Regions from separate parts of the Zea mays genome. Here region 1 is linked to region 2. Evidence: chromatin contacts called from public Hi-C data. All regions are on one chromosome and are shown on one strand. The core of a region is the stretch at or near the end of the contact, and the rest is flanking DNA. Distances in the headings are between cores, read along the strand shown. Region 1 holds the start of LOC103640867 (WEB family protein At5g55860). Region 2 holds the start of LOC100194014.

What was found. Hi-C and Micro-C count contacts between places; a contact is called where the count stands out from the background.
Region 1: a contact with region 2 is called in a Hi-C map of ear, with 1.8 times the contacts expected there. The contact joins the promoter of LOC103640867 here to the promoter of LOC100194014 in region 2. A contact is called at or near these places in 3 of 25 Hi-C or Micro-C datasets (bundle sheath, ear and tassel).

The regions. Positions count from the first base shown.
Region 1 is chr10:12,523,711-12,527,268 of Zm-B73-REFERENCE-NAM-5.0, reverse strand. It overlaps LOC103640867 (WEB family protein At5g55860), which reads right to left and starts at 2,280. Exons shown (of 3, transcript XM_008664321.3): 1 at 1,887-2,280; 2 at 931-1,134. The coding sequence starts at 1,113.
Region 2 is chr10:12,275,995-12,279,269 of Zm-B73-REFERENCE-NAM-5.0, reverse strand. LOC100194014 reads left to right here and starts at 1,583. Exons shown (of 1, transcript NM_001139077.1): 1 at 1,583-3,090. The coding sequence starts at 1,626. The coding sequence ends at 2,567.

The DNA.
Region 1 (3,558 bases), core at 1,031-3,530, 250 kb before region 2:
CGAGCCTTAAACATGTGCTATGGTGCGGGACAGAGGGATTTTTTTAACCACAACCTGAAATTCGCTCCCACGGAGAATCGAACTCAGGATCTGAGAAGTGCTACTTAGACCACCTAACAAACTCAACTAGAGGCCCTTTCGCGTTAATTATCTGTATGCATAACACTTCTTCAAACTATTTCTGACTGAAATTCCTTTCCATCATACTGCCTATTCTGAACCTACACAAAAATAGTAAACCAGAGTGATCTAAAAGCATTTTTTCTCAATAAACTAGTGGTTGCGAAGTAATGGATCCAAGAATCCAACTTATCTTCAGACCATGCAACACGCCCATTTATATAAGACAATTAAACAAATAATATAAACAATAAGTAAAAAGTGAGTTGCAAAACTAATGAGATGCAAGGCATTCTTTGTTCATAAGACTTTCTACTGTTCTACAAACTGTAGATTCTTAATATTTTGTCTGTTAAAAAAACACTTTATATCACATGGATGTAAAGAAAATAAGATGGTAAAGGCCAATTTAGATTTGAGGACTACTGCCACCCAGTGTTATATGGATGCAGGTACAGATGTCTTTGTTCGACCCAGGTGATGGTAAAAAAACACAAATGTGGAATTTGTTTAATCTGACAAATCGAGTGTAGCAAACAAAAGAGAGAATGTCAGGGCACATAGTTTCCTATGTACTCTAGTCCTATCTAGTTTTTTATGTATTCTAGTCCTATCCTATCTACCTTAAGGTATGCCCCACAATGGTCAATTGGTCATATTAATTCCCGTAGTGGAATTGTTTTGATGTTCTATCTCCAGGATTTTCTACTTTTGAGAACCATCCCAACCAAAGGTGGAGGCACACGGGGGTTAGAGTTAAATAAAGGATTGGAGGGGGGCGACAACTTTGACAAAAAAATGTTTGATTACCTCTGCTTGAGGAACCTTAGGCTTTCTTGCAGCTGATATGTCAGATGAAACCTTGACTTCACCAAATAAACTCACTGCAGCTTTAACAGATTCAAAAGGAGCCCTTGTATCTATTTCGCCAATCTCTCCTTTGTCTGCGTCAACAGATAGTGGACGAGCTTTTGTGCCCATATTTGCCTTCATTTTTTTAAAAGTTTATGCAGCCTGCAATAGGAAAATAAATTGAGTTCAAACCAAGATAATGGTAGTGAAATCATTGGGGTGTGAAGTAAATCAATAATGAAGTCAAACATGACAAAAATGGAGTGAAAAAAATACTAGGCCGCCCAAGTCTGTCATGGCTCATAATGTAAAATGATAATAATAATAATAATATATGGTTTCTCGACCTTCAAAAATCCCATATTTGATTATTCCAGCCATAATACCAGGAATTGGTTGTCGCCAATATGACGGGCTAGTGACATCCAAATCCTTGATGAAAACCATTGAATCCTGAATTCCATGCAGCACAAAAAAGAACCCACCTACTACCAAGCTTCCTGCTCTTCCCCAGCCCCACGGATCCTACAAACAGCATTCAAGAAGCTACCTTTGTCTATCAAAATTATGGTTTGATCATCTCATATGGCTCATCAAGCTCACCAATCATCTAATATTCCAGTAGTGTACACTGTACAGCTTCACACATGACATTCTGATACAATATTATGGCAACAACAATGAACTCTCTCTCAGCGGTGTACGTATTATGGTGGCGAGGTGTTCAACTGAACCACCCTAAGAAAAAACTTTACATTTGCAATAGCCTCACCACGCAGCGAACAATCCACAACGAAACCAGATGGATCGGAGCGTCAAAGCATAGGCAAACATTCGGATTGTTGGCCTCAGAGCAAAGGAACGGTTCAACAGGCCCAAATGGGAGGGAAAACAGCAATTTAGGGCGTTCTTACCAAGCACAAACGAAGAAATCAACACGCAGAGGCCAGAGGGGTGATGGGGACGACCGGAACGCGTACCGACAGGGTGGGGTGAGGAATGTAGCCGCGGTGGGAGAGGTAGGCTAAATCTGTGTGAGGTGCGGGGCTCGTGGTGCCGTGTTCGTCGGGGCGAAGGGGAGGGGGCGGTGGTGGTGGAGGAGATGCAAAAAGTTTCGGGGAGCTGGAGGAATTGCGGGAGGCGGGACCGGGAGGGCCGTGGACCTGGGTGGGTTCACGGCTCACGAGCAGGGGATGACCGGATGAACACGGTTGGGTTGGACCGGGCGCGCGCGGCGCGATGGCGAGGGCGGGTCGGCGCGGACCGCGGAGCGCGGGGTGGGGGTGGGGGACGTGGGAGGGACGATCTGAAATGCGGGGTCCTCGGGTATGTCCTCTTAAATTGCATGGACCATGGCCTAGGCTCACAAAAAAATAATTTATAGCATCGTCTCGACTCCCGACCTAATACTAGATATTAAAAAATAAAGATAGGTGTAATTAATTAGAAGTTTGGATTTAAAATACTCAATTAAAAACGTATGAAAAGTATAATTCAACTATTTGAATAGACTAGCCCGATATACTTGATATTAAAACTTTGTCATTTTGAAAAAAAAAACAAAGAGAGAATGGTTATGTTAGACCTCGTTATTTCAGCATCGGTTTTAATGAATTAGAAAAAATGTCATAATGTAAAATTAGGTTAAAAAAACATTGAAAAGTAGACCATTCGTCAACACATAAAGATAAAGATATATCCCGAACCAGTAACACGTAGTCTGCACATTTTCTTCAACTGTTCAACCTATATTACTAAATCTCAAAGCACACAACAAATCATAAGAGTAAACAGGCATCCAATAGATAGGGTGTCTAAGGAGACAAATTTTGTACCTTAGACGCTCAAAGCACTAATTTGATTTTAGTAATTGATCGACATCTAGTGATCTAACATGTGTTTAAGGGCGTATTTGGCATGGCTACATAACAAAATTCTAAGGAGGAGCTGGCCTGAGCATGCCAAACACCCTAATTTCAGAGTTATAAAGTCTATGGAGTTTTTGGAGTTGTAGTATAAATTTTTGTAGTACCTCTTGTTGTTTCGAAAACTCCAAAAAGCAACATAGTCATAAGTTTGGAGTTATTTACCCGCGTACTGCCACCGGTTACGAGAAACAACCTAAACTCTAGAGCAAACCTGCTTCACCTATAGTTTCGGGGTAGGGCTGCTCTGTGGTGGAGCAGAGTCATACCAAAACACGCGCTAAGTGTTGTAAAAAAGCTAGTTTGGGTCCACACCCCAAGTGTTGAGCCACATGGCCACCTTGGAGGAGATGAAGATGGGTTAATTAAATGCTCAATATTGAAACGAAGAGAAGAAAAGAAGCTAGGAGCAAATCCCAAGACAAAAGGTATTGCTGGCACTGGATTGCATCACACTTCACACCTGAAAAAGAAAAGGGCTAGAATGCTCAAGATCACATATGACCTTGATCGCAGCAATAATAACCGATGATACTACACTACAGTAAACGGAGAAACGTCCGACGGCCAAAACCGTCGGACATTAGAATTAAACCGTCGGAAATAGCTTATCTCCGACGGCAAAGACTTATCTCCGACGGCTTTAAGCCGTCGGAGATAA
Region 2 (3,275 bases), core at 334-2,833:
GGCGGGTAGTACACGGATATATAGTTCGCGAATCCATACCCGTGACACAAAACTCAACCCATACTCGTACCCATAAACGTTCGTGGGTATGGTCTGTATCCATACCCGTATCCGCCGAGTATCCGCTATCCAGTGGATACCCGTTATCCGCCCGCACACTACAATTTTAGCATTCAACACCAAACAACAATTTTATCACATTTCAAAATAATTATCATTACAGTAGCATCAAATGATAATTTCAGCACCAAACATGTTATGGATAAAAATTGAAAAAATAAGAATTTATGATAATATGTAAATCCGGATGGACCACATGTTAGATAACCATTGGGTAACGGGTATGAATACTGGATATCCATACCCGCGAAAAAAATATCCACAGATACCTTATTATATCCATAACTATACCAGCGGATACCAAATTCTACCATACTCATATCCAATGGATAATTATCTGTGGTTATTTACCCATACCCGTACTCATTGCCATCCCTACCTCTGGGGATAGCCTAAAGCTCACTCTAACAGAGGCATGCAAATCGGGCAACCATCTGTACTTTTGGTTGGTGTCTATAGTTTAACCGCCCAGCCATACGCTAGATCTTTCCAATAGCATAACCATCCATACGTTCAGCTAGAATAGAGTAGACGCTGGGGCCCAGTGGTCAGTCAAGAATGAAGAATTTAGCTATCGGTCACAGTACCAGGCAATATATCTTTTCTCTCTTCTGCCTTCCATTTTGACTGACCCGTTTAGCTGCTCCGTTGGAAGAAGGATTGCACTACTACAGTGGCTCTAGGACAACTATTTTAGATTTGTCTGGCCGGATGGTTGCTCCCTTGGAGTGAGCCTAAGACTATGCGCGACAGTATGTCAATATCTCGAGCTGCTCCCTCCCTGACACTGTTGGTGTATAGGGTCACTCTTCTGCCGCAACGTCCAACACTACAACCCCACTACAAGCTAGGTGGGCAGTTTTTCGCCAGATATGGCGCGTTACTACAAGGCCCCTGCTCTGACACTCGCGCATGATTTTGTTTTTAGTAGAGCAAAAATTGATAATAAATAGTGAATAGAGTTGAGAATTGATATTTTATGGCTACAGTAGGATACACGAGAGAATTTAGAGAGAACTGCTTTAAGAAGAAGAAAAGTAGGGAGTGTAATTGAAATATGTGTCAACTCCAATAGTTACTGTATGCAAATTTTAGCTCTCTAAATCATAGATTTAAGAAGTTGCTAAATGACTTTTGGAGTAAAAAAATATAAGTTCTCCAATAGTTCTCTAAATATAGGTTGTAATTTTGTTTTGTATCTATCCACATAAAAAAATAAGTTACAAAAACTACATAATGCAGTTAATATTATTGTTTAGGGAGTTGTTAAATGATTGTCAAATGTAGAGAGAAAATGAGGTTAAATGACAAGTTGTTAAATTTAGAAAGTTTATTTAGAGAACTGTTGGAGAATAGTTTTTATGTTAACTATCTAAATTATTGATTTAGAAAGTGTTTTAGAGAACTACTAGAGTTGGAGGAAAAAATTTAGGAAATGTGAACATTCTCATCCAGCCGTACCGTATACGGCATCCCCGCCTCTGCCACCACCGGTCCAGTCCCTGATGGACACGCCGCCGCCCTCTCTGCCGCCGTCCGCCCTCCTCTGGCCGGACCTCCTCGCGGGCGCGGCGTCCTCCACCTGCCGCCTCGTCGCCGCGCATTCCCGTCACTTCCTGGCCCTATCCTCTCTCCTCCTTCTCCCGCTCGCCCTCCTCCTACTCGCCCTCCCCTGCCCGTTGTTCTCTGCCTCCGCCTCCTCCGCCGCCTCCCCTCCCGTGCATCTCCGGGTCCCGCAGGATCCGTCGAGGTACCCACTACCCATCCCGCTGCCGCTGCTCGCCCTTGCCGCGGCGCTCCTTTACCTCGCCGCCTTCGCCGCCGCCGCGGCCAGCGCGCACGCAGGGTTCTTCGGTCGCCCCGTCCGGCTCCTCGCCTCGCTCCGCTCAGTGCCAGCCTCACTCCTCCGCCTCATCCTGACCGCCATCCTGGCCTCCCCGCTCGCACTCCTTCCGCTCCTCCCGCTCCCCGCTGCGCTCGGCGCCGCGCTGCTCGTCCTCGGCTTCATCCTTTTGTCCCCGTTCTGGTCCCTCGCTGGCGCCGCTGCCGTGGTCGAATCGGCCACAGGCTTCACGCCGCTCCGGCGGAGCTGCCAGCTCCTCTCTACCGCCCGCCTCGCAGCGCTCTCCTCGTTCCTGGTATTCGCCGCCGGGATTGGGGTCACGCTCTGGGGCTTCGGCGGTGTGGCTGCCGAGAGGTACGACGCTGGGGCTGGGTGGGCTGGGATGGCGCCTGTGGTGGTCAAGGCGGTGGCTGGCACAGCGCTGCTGGCCGTGATGATGCTGTACGGGATGGTGGCCAACGTTGTGCTCTACATGCACTGCCGCGCGATGCACGGAGAGCTCACAGGGGAGATCTACAATGAGTTCGCCAACATGTATGTCTTCCTGCCCTATGACGATGGAAAAGATCGCCATGTTGTCTCAGTGGTCACGGTGTGGCCATGATTGGTTTCAGTGGAAGCAATCAAGGTTTTGGTCTGGTGTGCGTTTCAGTTCTGTGCATAAGTGTGTGTAATTGTGATGGAATGTTCAGAACATGTAGACTACTATTAGTGTAAGGAATCCATGCGATGGAATGTTCAGAACATGTAGGCTACTATTAGTGCAAGAAATCCATGCTTTTGGTTTTGTACTACAATAAAAAAAGGATTTGAGTATCATATACTCCCTCCTTTTTTATTTGACGTTTTTAGTTCAAAAATGAACTATCCGGATTCCGGCGTCAAATATTTAAGAATGGAGTTAGTACCACTGAAGATGGGAATTGAATGTAAACTGGGCATCTGTTGTGTCATAGGTTTCATTCAGCGCTGCGGTATTAAGAATACATCAGAGGTTAGAAAAGTAATTGTCCTGCATATCATAATACTGTACTTAGGATTGCTTACAACAAAACTTAGAATGCATTTGGCTCCAGTTGCAAACTGTCCTGTTGAAATAGTAGATATAAGAGTAATCAACTAAGGTGAGACTGGTGCAATACATCGCTGAGATTACCAAATGTTAAAAACTTCATTACTAAATTTCTCTAATTTCAGAGAAATAGGTTGCCTTGCTTTTCTAATTTGGTTTTTGACTGCCATGAAATTACAGTTGTCTGCTGTTTCTTTTTATAATGCTATTAAGCCTTTCATTGATTCATGTACAGTGCAA